Regions from separate parts of the Anser cygnoides genome. Here region 1 is linked to region 2. Evidence: chromatin contacts called from public Hi-C data. All regions are on one chromosome and are shown on one strand. Each heading gives the region's core, a stretch centred on a gene start, on an enhancer-like site or on the middle of the called end of the contact. The rest is flanking DNA. Distances are from core to core; before and after follow the strand shown. Region 1 has its middle 33 kb from the start of DIO3. Region 2 overlaps LOC106047813 (a long non-coding RNA gene).

The links. A called contact is a pair of places that touch in the nucleus more often than the background predicts.
Region 1: a contact with region 2 is called in a Hi-C map of liver, with 3 times the contacts expected there. The contact joins two enhancer-like sites. A contact is called at or near these places in 2 of 7 Hi-C or Micro-C datasets (both in liver).

The regions. Positions count from the first base shown.
Region 1 is chr5:55,079,083-55,085,189 of Taihu_goose_T2T_genome, forward strand. No RefSeq gene overlaps it. Among named protein-coding and RNA genes, the nearest start is that of DIO3, 33 kb to the right of the region's middle. Within about 2 kb of position 2,454, at least 2 of the 3 cell types and tissues checked have open chromatin away from gene starts, as enhancers often do. A contact at or near this core is called in liver, where this site is marked.
Region 2 is chr5:54,940,829-54,946,595 of Taihu_goose_T2T_genome, forward strand. It overlaps LOC106047813 (a long non-coding RNA gene), which reads right to left. Exons shown (of 17, transcript XR_010832008.1): 5 at 5,071-5,169. Among named protein-coding and RNA genes, the nearest start is that of DIO3, 170 kb to the right of the region's middle. Within about 2 kb of position 3,928, at least 2 of the 3 cell types and tissues checked have open chromatin away from gene starts, as enhancers often do. A contact at or near this core is called in liver, where this site is marked.

The sequences.
Region 1 (6,107 bases), core at 1,204-3,703, 140 kb after region 2:
AGGACACAAACATCTCCTTTGTATTACACTAGAAAATTCTGCAATAACACTCAATTTAAAGCCTATTTAGGTCAGATAGAGGCTTGCCATTAACAAAGTGAGTTTTGGGACAGGCCCTTAAAACATGTGTCTTAAGGACAGGAAAGCTGCCGTACACACCATAGTTCTTAGGGAAATCACTGAGGTCAGCAGAGGTTTATTGACTTCAGCAGATCACCGAGGTCAGCAGATGCTCAGTGGGACAAGAAATTTGTGCTGATCCAAAGCTATCAGAGAAATGAGTAAGAAGGTGGGAAGACTCTGAAAAGTGTGTGTCCTCCCCAGATGTCATTCACCTGCGGGCTGTCAGCGCTGCAGCAGCTTGGAAAGCCAAGCAGACATCCCTATTGAGCCGCGCTGCATTTTACAAGTGACTAAAGAGGTCAGCACTCCCACATCATGTAGAAATGGTGGCATGATGTGGTGTCTATTTTTAAATTAAATTTAAGATTCCATCCCCTAATTCACACAAAAGCTAACAAAATATGGTGTTTTTTTAATGATGTACAAATCAGCATTATAAAATAAATTAAGTAAATATTTCCCTTGGCAAGAAAATATGAAATACCTCATTCTGTTAACATGCAAGTTTTATATTTACAAAGCGTAAAGTGTCCCACATTTCCATAATGTATTAGTAGCATGAAATATTTTTAGCTCCAATGCCTTAAACAAAGCTGGAGTTACTGTCTGCGGTGCCCTTAAGCTATATGTCAGTCTTCACAAGACTGAAACAAAACACATAGAGCAGAGAGCAGTAACCACATTAAGGTTTAACGCTTATAAACACAGAAGATTTAACACTTGGCAAACCAAAATTCCCCTATGACCTGAAGACATGCAGATCGTGACCTGAGAATTAAGCGCTGTGTTAAGCAGTCAAGCTGTCTCCCTAAGGAAAAGACAAAAATAGCAAAAGACTAGCTGAGCCATGGGGTCAGCATATGTCAGGTGCATCCAGGCCCAATTCAGAGTCGATCTGTAGCCATCCAGGGCCGACCCTGACCTAGCCCAGCCTTTCCAGCCAGGGCCTCCTAAGCAGGAGGATTTTCAGAGGCACTGAACATGCATTGTCCCCGCGGCCCCCAGGGAAGAGGAACTTCTAAGCTATCGTGCTGCCAAAGACACCAGAAGAGAAAATACCACTTTTTTCCATCCGGAATTGGAAAGATTCTGGTATTAGATGAAAGGGAAGAGACAAAGTTAAATCACTTTACCCTGTGTACTCCCAACTGCGAAAATGCCCTCTCACTCTCCCTGCCTCTGTCCAAGGGTTCCTCCCTTGCAGGTGCCACAGTCTTGAAAAGTCTGGAGATAGAGGGGAAAGAGAAGGAGAAAGGGAAATTAAAATGTGAAACAAAGTTTTTGAACTAAATGTTTAAAGACCTTGCTTTAATCTGCAAGGCAGAGAAGAAGTTGCTTTGCAAAAGACGAAGGTCAGCGGAGAAACAACTCCAAACATCAGAGATGAAGAGGAGGCATGCAGGGAGAAGAGGGGAGTGTGAAACAGCTGCCTGGGGGAGCTTAAAAGGGATGCTCAGCATGCTCAAAACACTCTAATTTTGCCATAGCGGATCTGCTTGTGCCAAATTCCCACACAGAAAAATCTCAAGGACATGAGATTGACCTGGGTATCATGATTTTACTTTTGCTTTCTTCACTGCAAGCCGCATTTAACTTGTAAATAGATTTTGTTTTCTGAAGTACTTATTTTATTCCTTACAAAATATTTTTAATAGTTGATCAATATGAACTTTCTCCATGAAGTTACTATACAATTCCTGCTGGATTAAAATTGGACATTTCTCCATTTATTGGGACATTGCCAAATGCTGTTACAAGGAACGCTCAACTGTAATGAACTTTTATTCGGGGTCCCAAGGTGCTCGTTACAGAGAGGTGTATGTATACATATATATACGTTAAATTAGGCAAAAAAAGAATCCCATGCTGCATAAGACCTGCTTAAAAAAGCAGAATTTCCAATCTGGAGGGAATCTTGATATTTCAACTTTCATTTCCGTCCTGAAACAGGCCAAGAAATCAAAATATCAATGAAATAAATTGGTGGAACTCAAAGTTCAGAATAATTTAAGTTTGGAAATGTATATAGACAAAATGCTGATGCTTCCAATTGAAAATATAATGGTCCCAGGTTGAAAAATCCTGGAATATGATCCTCGTCTCACATGGATAAAAATCAAGAATGATTCTGCTAGAAATCCATGAAGTTACACTGCTGTAAGCCTTCACACGGGTAATAAAAATACCCAGAATTACAAGCATTTGGAAAGTGCTACACTTTCATGCTTTGGGGCATAAAGCAACCTAGGAATTCGGAGGAAAGTTTCATGGCTCATCCCCGCTGCTGCGATGCTGGAGGCCAGGCAGTTGCAGAGCCTCACCAGGGTGACGGGGAGCATGGCTGACGGCCGCTCAGGCTAAATGCACGAGCAGCTATGGCCTCTTTTATTTAGCAAAAGCTGGAATCGTGTCCCAGATCGCATGTAGGATAGTGGATACAGTTCAGGAATGGCAGGGCCCGAGCTGTCTGCTGGGCTCTCAAGCAGCTGTCAGACCCAGCAGAAGGCAGCAGGCTGCTCTGCAGCTCTCCAAGAGTGCAGGAGACGCAGTGGGAAATACTGGCTGTCAGAGGCAGCCAGGCAAGCTCTGGCAACGGAGTCCCGAGGAAAGCGGAGACAAACTGTCTGCGCAGCACGCCGAATGCAGAGGGCTTGGACCTGTGAGCAGAGAAACTCTCTCTGGATGTTTGACTCCTCTCCAGAGTCCAGGAAATGAGAATTTAGATATATTCGTTGCGAGTGACATGAAGTGCCATCGAAGAAACATGCCATTCCACTATCAGCTGCTCCTTGAGCTGAAGACAACTCAAAAAACTCCTCCTGTTTGTTTTGTTTTGAGGGTTTTTTTCTGTTTGTTTTTTAAACAAGATTCTTTCAAAAGGCCATAGCCTTCAGGCCACAAGCTAATCTTTAACTGCCCACTTAATTTTTCTGGGCCATCTGGCACTGACCATTGCTGGAAACTGTTGCTTTGTTGAAAAAAAAACCATGGACATCCCCCTGCGAAGTCGTTTCCCCAGAGGACTCGGGTGGCTGGAGCTCAGGGCAACGCAGGCAGATCTCTGCATCACCAAAGAGCCAAGGCCACCAAAATCACCAGCTGCTTTCTGCCAAAAACGCAGAAATTGATACAAGGTACTACTGCTATCACTTCTAAAGGGGGGAGCAGGTATGCACGGACTTTCTGCCCGGTTTCCACTGTCTGTTCTGAAGATCATCCCCACGTCTGGAGCAGCAGAATTACAGCAGTGGGAAGCTGTGGTCTAGTCACCACTGGGCCTCAAATCTGGCATGTGATAAACACTTGGAGCCCTGCAAAGCTCAGAGCTGTGCTTTTGCATCCAAGGTCTATGTTAATTTGTCCCAAACCTAGTCAATCTAACTTCTGAACATGACTGCAGCTGGTGTTCCTAGAAGCTGGTTAGGGAGAGAGACTAAAGCCTCAGAGTGCCTCATCTGCAGGCACCGATTTAGGGCCCAACTCTGGGACTAACCCACGAATCTTATTTTTTTAAAAATTGAGATCACCGTCTGATCATTTGAAATATGCTAATGCTCTGAATATTGGATCATAAAGTACAAGAAATAACTTAGGGAAATTAATGTCCTTACTTTAAATTTGAGATTTTTTTAAAGGGATTTAAAAAATGAAAAGCCAAGAGTAAAAGAATAAAAATTACATTTTCTGGAGAAACTAACATACATGTCCACGAAAGAATGCAGAAGTCAGTGAAGCAAGAATTTTCCAGATAACTTCAGAACTGAGCTAAGAAAAGCAACCAAACTTCCTGAAGAAAGTGGCTTTGAAGTGATTTTCCCCCAACTAAATTATGTCACCATCTGAGTGAGAGAATGCAAAGGAAGGGTCAGTCAAAAAGATTCCCATGGAATGGCCTGCATCGTTCATTCCTGCCTTATCTCCTGCCCCCGTTTCAGTAGCCACCTTCCTGAGCTGTTCCCATCCTACAGTCTCCTCTAGCCCAAAGGGCAATTTCTGTAAGGTCAAGCACACTGGAATTGCAACAAAGATCAAACTTTATGTCTTTGAAATCTCCCACAAAATATGGCCAGCTTTTTCCACACAATTCTACCAAAACTTTCCAAATCTCAAGCTAGTGCCTCAGCTTTAATATTACTTCTCCTGCCTGGAATAGGAAATAACATCCATTTCAGGAATTATTGAGAAAGCTGGAAAATCTGGAATGAATGAAATAACTTGCAATCAGGACAAAAAGAAGAAACTCCGACTTCAGAAAACAGATGGATGGAGCCAAAATTTAAGGCAACAATATTTATTGAAGAAAAGGAAAGTCTGAACTAATCTCTCACCCAAAACCTAACCACAGCCTCTGGACTCAACAGGGTCAGGATATTTTCCCATAGTATCAACACCGCAACTGGAACTGGGAAGAACCATGACTGTCAAAGAAGACACTAATTTTCATTCCGTTTCCAGTACAACTTTCACATCAAAGTGATACTTACACTTCAATAAAATCTTTTGATCTTTGTGATGCTTAACTGAATGGAATCATCACATCTTCAGAGCTGCGCACAATGAAAACCTAAATTCTGAATGCTTGTTGCTGGAGAGATTGCTTGCTATTTTTATTCTAGTTATTTCCTGATTTAAGTAGAAAGTTGAATTTACTCTGCTGAAACCAAAACAAATGTTGTTTAAAGGTATGGCAAGATATACATATAAAATATGATCTTAATGGAATACATACAACAGTCTTTACAGTAACCTGATGAGTTCCAGAAGTGGACTTGATACAATACAGCAAAGGCAACCATCCTGGTAGATATGTTATGCCAATATTGCAGAACTGTTTCAGAAGTAGGTTTCAAGAAATAAAAACATCTGACCAAAAAAAAATATAGGGAGGGAAAATACAAGGTATGCACGGAGCAAATGGAGATAGCATTAGAGAACGAAATAATTTAGTAAAAAGCACAATTAGTCTTGCAGGTTTGCATGCTGAAGTCTCTAAGCCCCAGTTCCTGAGCTGTGGTGTGCAAACCACCACCAGCCAGCAAATCTTTGGTGGCTGCCCACTGTCAGCTGGCTAGCTATTGCCTTCCTTGTCCCAGTCTGTTACATCACACTGAAGATGTATTTAATGGATATCAGACTAAACAAAGCAACTGCTATCATTGCTGCAGAGGTATTTACAAAACTGCACATGGAAAATAAATCAGATAAAGGGCCAAGAGTAAAAACTTGTTTCACCTCTCCACCTATATTGAGATACAGAGATGTCCATGTTAAAAAATAAAAAAGAAAGGGTCTCTCTTTTGTCTGTTCAAAAATTTGCATTTGCAAAATTTGCACCAGCAAGCTTGAGCTGTCAACTGGAAACCAAACCACAGCTGATATATCAGTCAACGCAGCATTTAAAAAGAGTTCACAAAGGAAAAAGTAATTTTGACTCCTGGCTTAAAGAAATTCCTGGCAAAGGCAGAAACTATGCTTGACCCCCAAATAACCAAACACCCATCTACTGCATATGGAAATTATTCTGCCACCATTTTACTGCTCCAGCAGAGGTGGTGCATGGCCCTTTCGAAGCCTTGGCTCTTTTCAAAGGCTATTATTCTAAACGTTTTAATACTGGGAACTGCATGAAGCTGGCAATTACGGAATTAGAGTGCAGTGAGGGGAATGTCACTTTGAAATCATTTAGCTCAGTTCATTTCCTTTTCAAGCGCAATAGAAAGCAGATGGAGCAGGGAGGGCCAACATGCCACAGAAGAACTCCCCAGGCCTTGGCCAGCACTCTCCTCCCCAAGACTAACAGAAGGGTCAGCAAATCCTCATAGAGATATTATCCTTTAGGAGAAGCACATGCTAGAATTCAGCCAGGATCCTGGTCTTTGGAGCAAGTCACCTCACTCCTAGGTTTGTCTTACATGTTGAACATGAGACCTAAATTGCCAACAAGGTCAACAGGGACAAAAAGCTCATGCCTTAAGGTCAGTGCA
Region 2 (5,767 bases), core at 2,678-5,177:
ACTGTATAGTGAGCTATTGCCATAGTTAAGAATAGTTTTATATCACACAGAATACATTGTTTTAATTTGGTTCAAGAACATGTCAATTAATGGACTCCTGGGGCTAAGGACAAAATAATTGTTTAAATAGCCACAGTTTTTATTAAGAAAATTTTTTTTTCTGAAAATAAGAAACATGGAAATGAAATATACAAAGTAATTTGAAAGAGACACATCTTACAGAAGTACCTAAGTGACCTAAGAGTCTAGGACACAAGTTAAATAAGCTGCCATTAGCACTTCAATTCATTTTAAGCAAGGAAGCAAGTTGCTTGTGTGATGGTCTGTACAGGGAGTGACATACAATTCAGGCAGATATTACTTCAAGGTGTTCATTTGTCATGGTTGCACAGTCCCTCCCACTGACCAGTTGGCTTTCCATTCAAATAGTTTGAGTAGCAAGTATGGTTTTAAGTCTTTCCTTCTAACATTAGCATACTTCAAACCTCAGACCCAACAGAAGGCATCTGAAAACAGATTGTTTGTTAAAGCTGGAGTTTGGCACTGGATTTTTACTGAAAGTTTTTTGTGTTTGCTGTTGTTGTTGTTTGTTGATGTTTTTTTAATAAAATGAGCTGTGTTTTGGGAACTATTTCTCCAGATCACCATGTTTGGCTAACTCTTCTAACATATTAAGGGTACACTTCCATGGGAGATTGCAAGCAGATGCCAGTTCCCTCTGTAAGTTCTCCAAGATACCCAGATAGAAGCTACCTCTAATCCTAAAGTCATGTAATTGCAACCCTGTAATGCTGATCCCAAGCTAGTATTCTGCTTCCCAGCAGAACTTGCTAGTTCAGGCTCAGCTACATGCTAATCATGGCTACACAGCTTCGTATTTGGAGCCAGCTTTCACCCAGCCAGTTTGGAGCATGGATAGAGCGAGCTCATATCTGGCTGCCAAACCCTGAGTAGACATACCTTCAGTGACTCAAGCACTTAGTAGTAGAAATGCAGGATGAGTCTTGTGTAATATTCTTACAGTCCAGTAAAAGGCTGGCCTTGCTCACTAGTTTGAAGAGCAAGTCAGAGCATGGCAGTTTGCTTTGCTTTCTTGATATGATTACTCCTTCTTCCTCATAGAGGCTTCCCCAACTTCACACTAAGACCTGCTCCACTAAGAAAGCTAAGTGCCCTCCTGCTAAGGGACATGTTCCTTCAGGATTTGCCTCCACATGAAAAATGAAAACAAAATATGACAGGCCAAACTCCTCTTGCTAATTTAATTTCCCAGACTCTGTAAGATGGTAAGAGATTATCTAGGTCACCAAGGAAATCCAGGATCTCACAAGATATTTCTGAGCTGATGAAATAGATTTAAATTCAGTATTGCAACCTGAAAGCCCTCTGGTTAAGGTCATGGCCATCAGCTGATGCATGATATTTCCTACAGCCGCAGCATCAGATTTCCTAGAGCTAAACATCAGATGCTTTGATAGAAATATTTTTTCTACAATGCCCACAAATCTTATTGTTTTATCTTTCTAAAGTACAAAGCACAAATGAGAACTAAAAACTGTTTTACTTCTGAAACTTGTCCACTTTAACTGCCAGCCCCAGCCTGACGTACAGTTCCACCATGTCTCTTAGTTACTTTCCTAGATCTTGGGCTACTTACTGTAAAAAGAATGGGTGAGAAAAACACCTAATAGGAAGTTTGTCTGCCACCTCCACCCAGTGGCTAGTGACTTTAATGCACTAGACTAAGTGGAAACTACCCACTTACAAAACTGCAGCATTTGTGATCTGTTTGCACCCAGACTTAACTGTAAAACAGTAAATTCATACAATACGAGAGTTCCCTCTCCTACTCCCCTTTCCAAACAAGTTTTTTACTTTTTTCCGTTTTCTTCTCCACTGTCCACACACATCCAGGAAAAGAAAAAGTTTCCAGCCATAATGTAACTTTATCATTGTTGTAATTCACCTAACTTGGACCTCAGAAGGCCATTCATTTACCAAATAATATCATATCTTAGTAAGCAAACATTGGTTTTCCAGTATTATAGTTGTCCATATTTGTAAGTGTCCACATTAGTAACTGCTGTTTATTCATTATTTAAAGTCATATGGATAATTTCTCTAGGTTTATACAACACTTCTAGTCAGGCAACACCAACCTTGAACATTTCTCTCCTTTGCAACTTCCATCATAACTGCAGCTAACACACATTCCAACTTTTGCATAACTTTTTCCACTAAGTCTCTAATAAGCATTTAAATTTGAATTTTCAGTTTCCACTTTACTTTAGACAGAGCCTGCAGCAATTCATCCAATTCGTCAAAATCTTACTAACCTTTGGGACCGGCTATGGAGTTAAGACACTGTGATTTCCATGCCCTGCATAATGCGTTCCCTTCTGCGTCTGTTGATTTCAACCAGTTCCTGATAATACTTTCCTAGCAACCTGTCCATGTCTTGCTGCAGCCGCATAAAATATAACTCATTCAGTTTCACATCATGACAGTACACTCAGAGGAAAATCTAGGTTTACATACTCTTCAAATACATTTTAGTTGTACTTATTTTCCAAATTCTCTGAGAAATTCACCTACAATCCCTAATGAAAAAATGTGCAAAAATGTAAAACAGCAACAACAAACAAGATGTTAATACCCTACAAATACATGCTTACTGGTTGGGGAAAATAAGAATACTCCCTTCTTCCTTTACTCTCCTCTTTAGATCCTTCCTTTCTTCTGCCTCATTTAATACTAAAAGACTCAAGATGAACAAAGCATGAAGTCTGTGACACTCTCAATTGTGTTTCAGGTGCAATACACATTGATTTCCTTCATGCGATCATACCTTCTTCCATTGCACAGTCTGAGAAGCCATCCTGCCTATGACTGCTTTGCCAAAGGAACTTTCTCTTTACTCATCTCCTGGCTTAATAACCGCAGTGTTGCTCAGCATCTGCAATTGCAGTTTGTTGTATGTAACACATCATTTATGTACAGCTCTATAAGGTGGGTAAAGCATACTGCTTCCCACTTATTTTTATAAGCTGAACCTAATTAATGTCATTTGGTATGCCAGGGATAAGAGGACAGCTGGAAACCATCAAGGGAAAATGGGAGCAGTGCATTAGCTGTTTTTTTCAGTCAGCTGTTTTACTGCCCAAGGCGCACACACATGCACACCCTCTGCTTCATCTCTCAGGTCCAGTTCTGCTTTCTGTACTACCACTGCCACTCAGAAGTCAATAGAATTATTCCAGCTTTACAGGGGTATAACAGAGAACAGGCTTGGCCTGTATCCTACTGGCACTTGAAGCATTCCTGTTTTATCAAAATTTGATACTTAAAACATTCTGGGGATATAAATAATCAGGATAAAATAGCAATTAATACAACACACAATTGCCTTAGACTATGCCTAGAAATCTCATCCAGCTCACAAATAAAAGTCCACACAGTCAAGCCACAAGTCTCAGCCTACAGACTCTATCACATATCTTTGTCATATCTCCTGGAGACCAAACATGAGATTTATCCTAACCATAAGGAACAGAAGCAGCAAACTGAGGTTCACTGAAAATGCCATCCTACTGGTCTACTACTCAGCCCTGGGAACAGTTAGCCAGAACACTTCTGCTGACCTCAGCTTCTGGGATAGCTCCTCGCTTAACCCTGAACCTTTCACATACACATGAAGATAAACACCCGAAGTTCTACATACTAAGACTTAGACAAACACATTTTATGCCAAAGGGCATAGGCCAATAACCTGCAAAGATCCACACCCACACAGAATTGCACAATGGACCACACGTATTTTGGAGCATGGCATTTGCCTATCACTAAGAATTATCAAGCACCAGTCATTTCCAGAAACGGTTTGCTGCTCTCAGCGGATCAGTTACACTGCATTTATTTTTGCTCTAAGCAATACCTTCTATGCCAGTCATTCATACCAATTTGAGAGCTCACCCAGATCCTTTCCTCACCCTTTTCCAGGTCCTCAAACTCAAGAACATTTAATTCACCAAGTAGAATTCCTCTGGCTCCTCTGCAATCCTGATTTCAACTTTATCCTGAAGAGCTGCCAGAGGCATAGAGAGCCTACTCCACAGGGATCCCAAATTCCACAGTCTACTGAAGCTAAACACTACATGGCAGCAAATCTTTCAAAAGAAAGAGGCTCCATAAAACACCATCAGAGATCTAACATTTCAAACAAGAATTCATGCATCATTTGTAACCTGTTCAAGCCTGGACACTAAGCTGATGCACAGTTCTCTTCTGATCCTCAAAAGCCAAGCACCAGGTACCTCACTGGTGCCTTGGGTCTAAGCTCTGATCCAATGGATGGCAAGTGGATGGAGCCCAGCAAGACCAGTACTCCTGTCAAGAGTGGCAGAACTTTCCTCCTAGTTCCACCACTTGCAGAGTAAGCAATACACCATTTAATTGGCATCCTAAGTAACTCTTTCAGAACAGATACAAAGAATAGAAGCTGAAGAAGCAGCTCCTGAATTCATCCAAAATGCTAAATTAAAAGATATTTTGTAGATTTTCAACTGCCGTTCAAAAGGCCTAACTAACAATCCGATTAATCTCAAAATAATAAAAGCCCTTAATCTAACATATATCAGCAAATTCCTGTTTCTCTCTTTTCTAACAAAAATAACAACACTTTAGTTGCCAGTGCATTAATAAGATCCTATTTCTGCTCCAGAGACTGAATCAAACCTTTGTTCTTCACAGCAAAGGATTAAGAAGGTTGCTATTTTGGTAATGAGATGTGGTAGAGGTACTTACTTCGTAGCTGAGATCCAGGCTGGATGCCTGAGAAAGGAATAAACTCTGTTACCTCAGATGAACTTTATTCTTATAATTGGTATATCAAACTCTGCTGGTATGATGTGTGTCATTAGCAATAAAAGACAGACTATTCATGAATAATTACAATTTTATAGTGTTTAAGCTCATTCACAAAATGTGCCCTATGTTGTACAGAAAGTCATGGATGTAGATTATAACGTAGCTAAACATACACCCGTAATAAATAAGAAAAAAATTACTTACTTTCTAGGTAAGTTATTGGTCAGCTGCTTCTTTTTTTCCACTTTTTTTTTTTTCTGGATATCTGGATATATGCTTTTAACAGCACATCATGGAGAAAAGCTGTCATAAAGTGGCACAAGAAAAAAGAACTGTCAGGAAAAACAGCACATGGACAGGGACAAATGAGAGAACACTCTGAAAAGAAGATCAAATCATAGGACACAGATCCAAGTGCTGAGGCACCAACTTGGTGCCCAGATGATTGAGAAAACTGTTTGTGAAGCTGGAAAAGGAAGCACTGACCTGTGAAAATGAAAGCAACTTCATGAAAACATTAGTCATGTCACAAATATGTTGTTTATAGTTATCATAACAACATTTTTATTAAACAAACATGTTTAGTATATAAAGTTGTTGCAAGCAAAACATTTCCAAAGGACTAGGGTAGGTAAGACAGTGTGGTTAGAAGCTGGCACCGCTTTATAATTACATAGGCATTAACTTATTGCACTTAGAAATGGAAATGTTTGGGGCTCACATCAGACGAGGTCCAAATTTCTGAATGAAAAGTATTATTGCAACAAAATCTAGGATCATCTTCATATATAGCAAACGGAAACAGAAGTGAAAATAAACAAAGCCTCAATATCTCACTTGCATCCTGCCTGTTGGCTGATGACATGACAAAGGACTTTGAAAAAATGACAAAAATGAAACA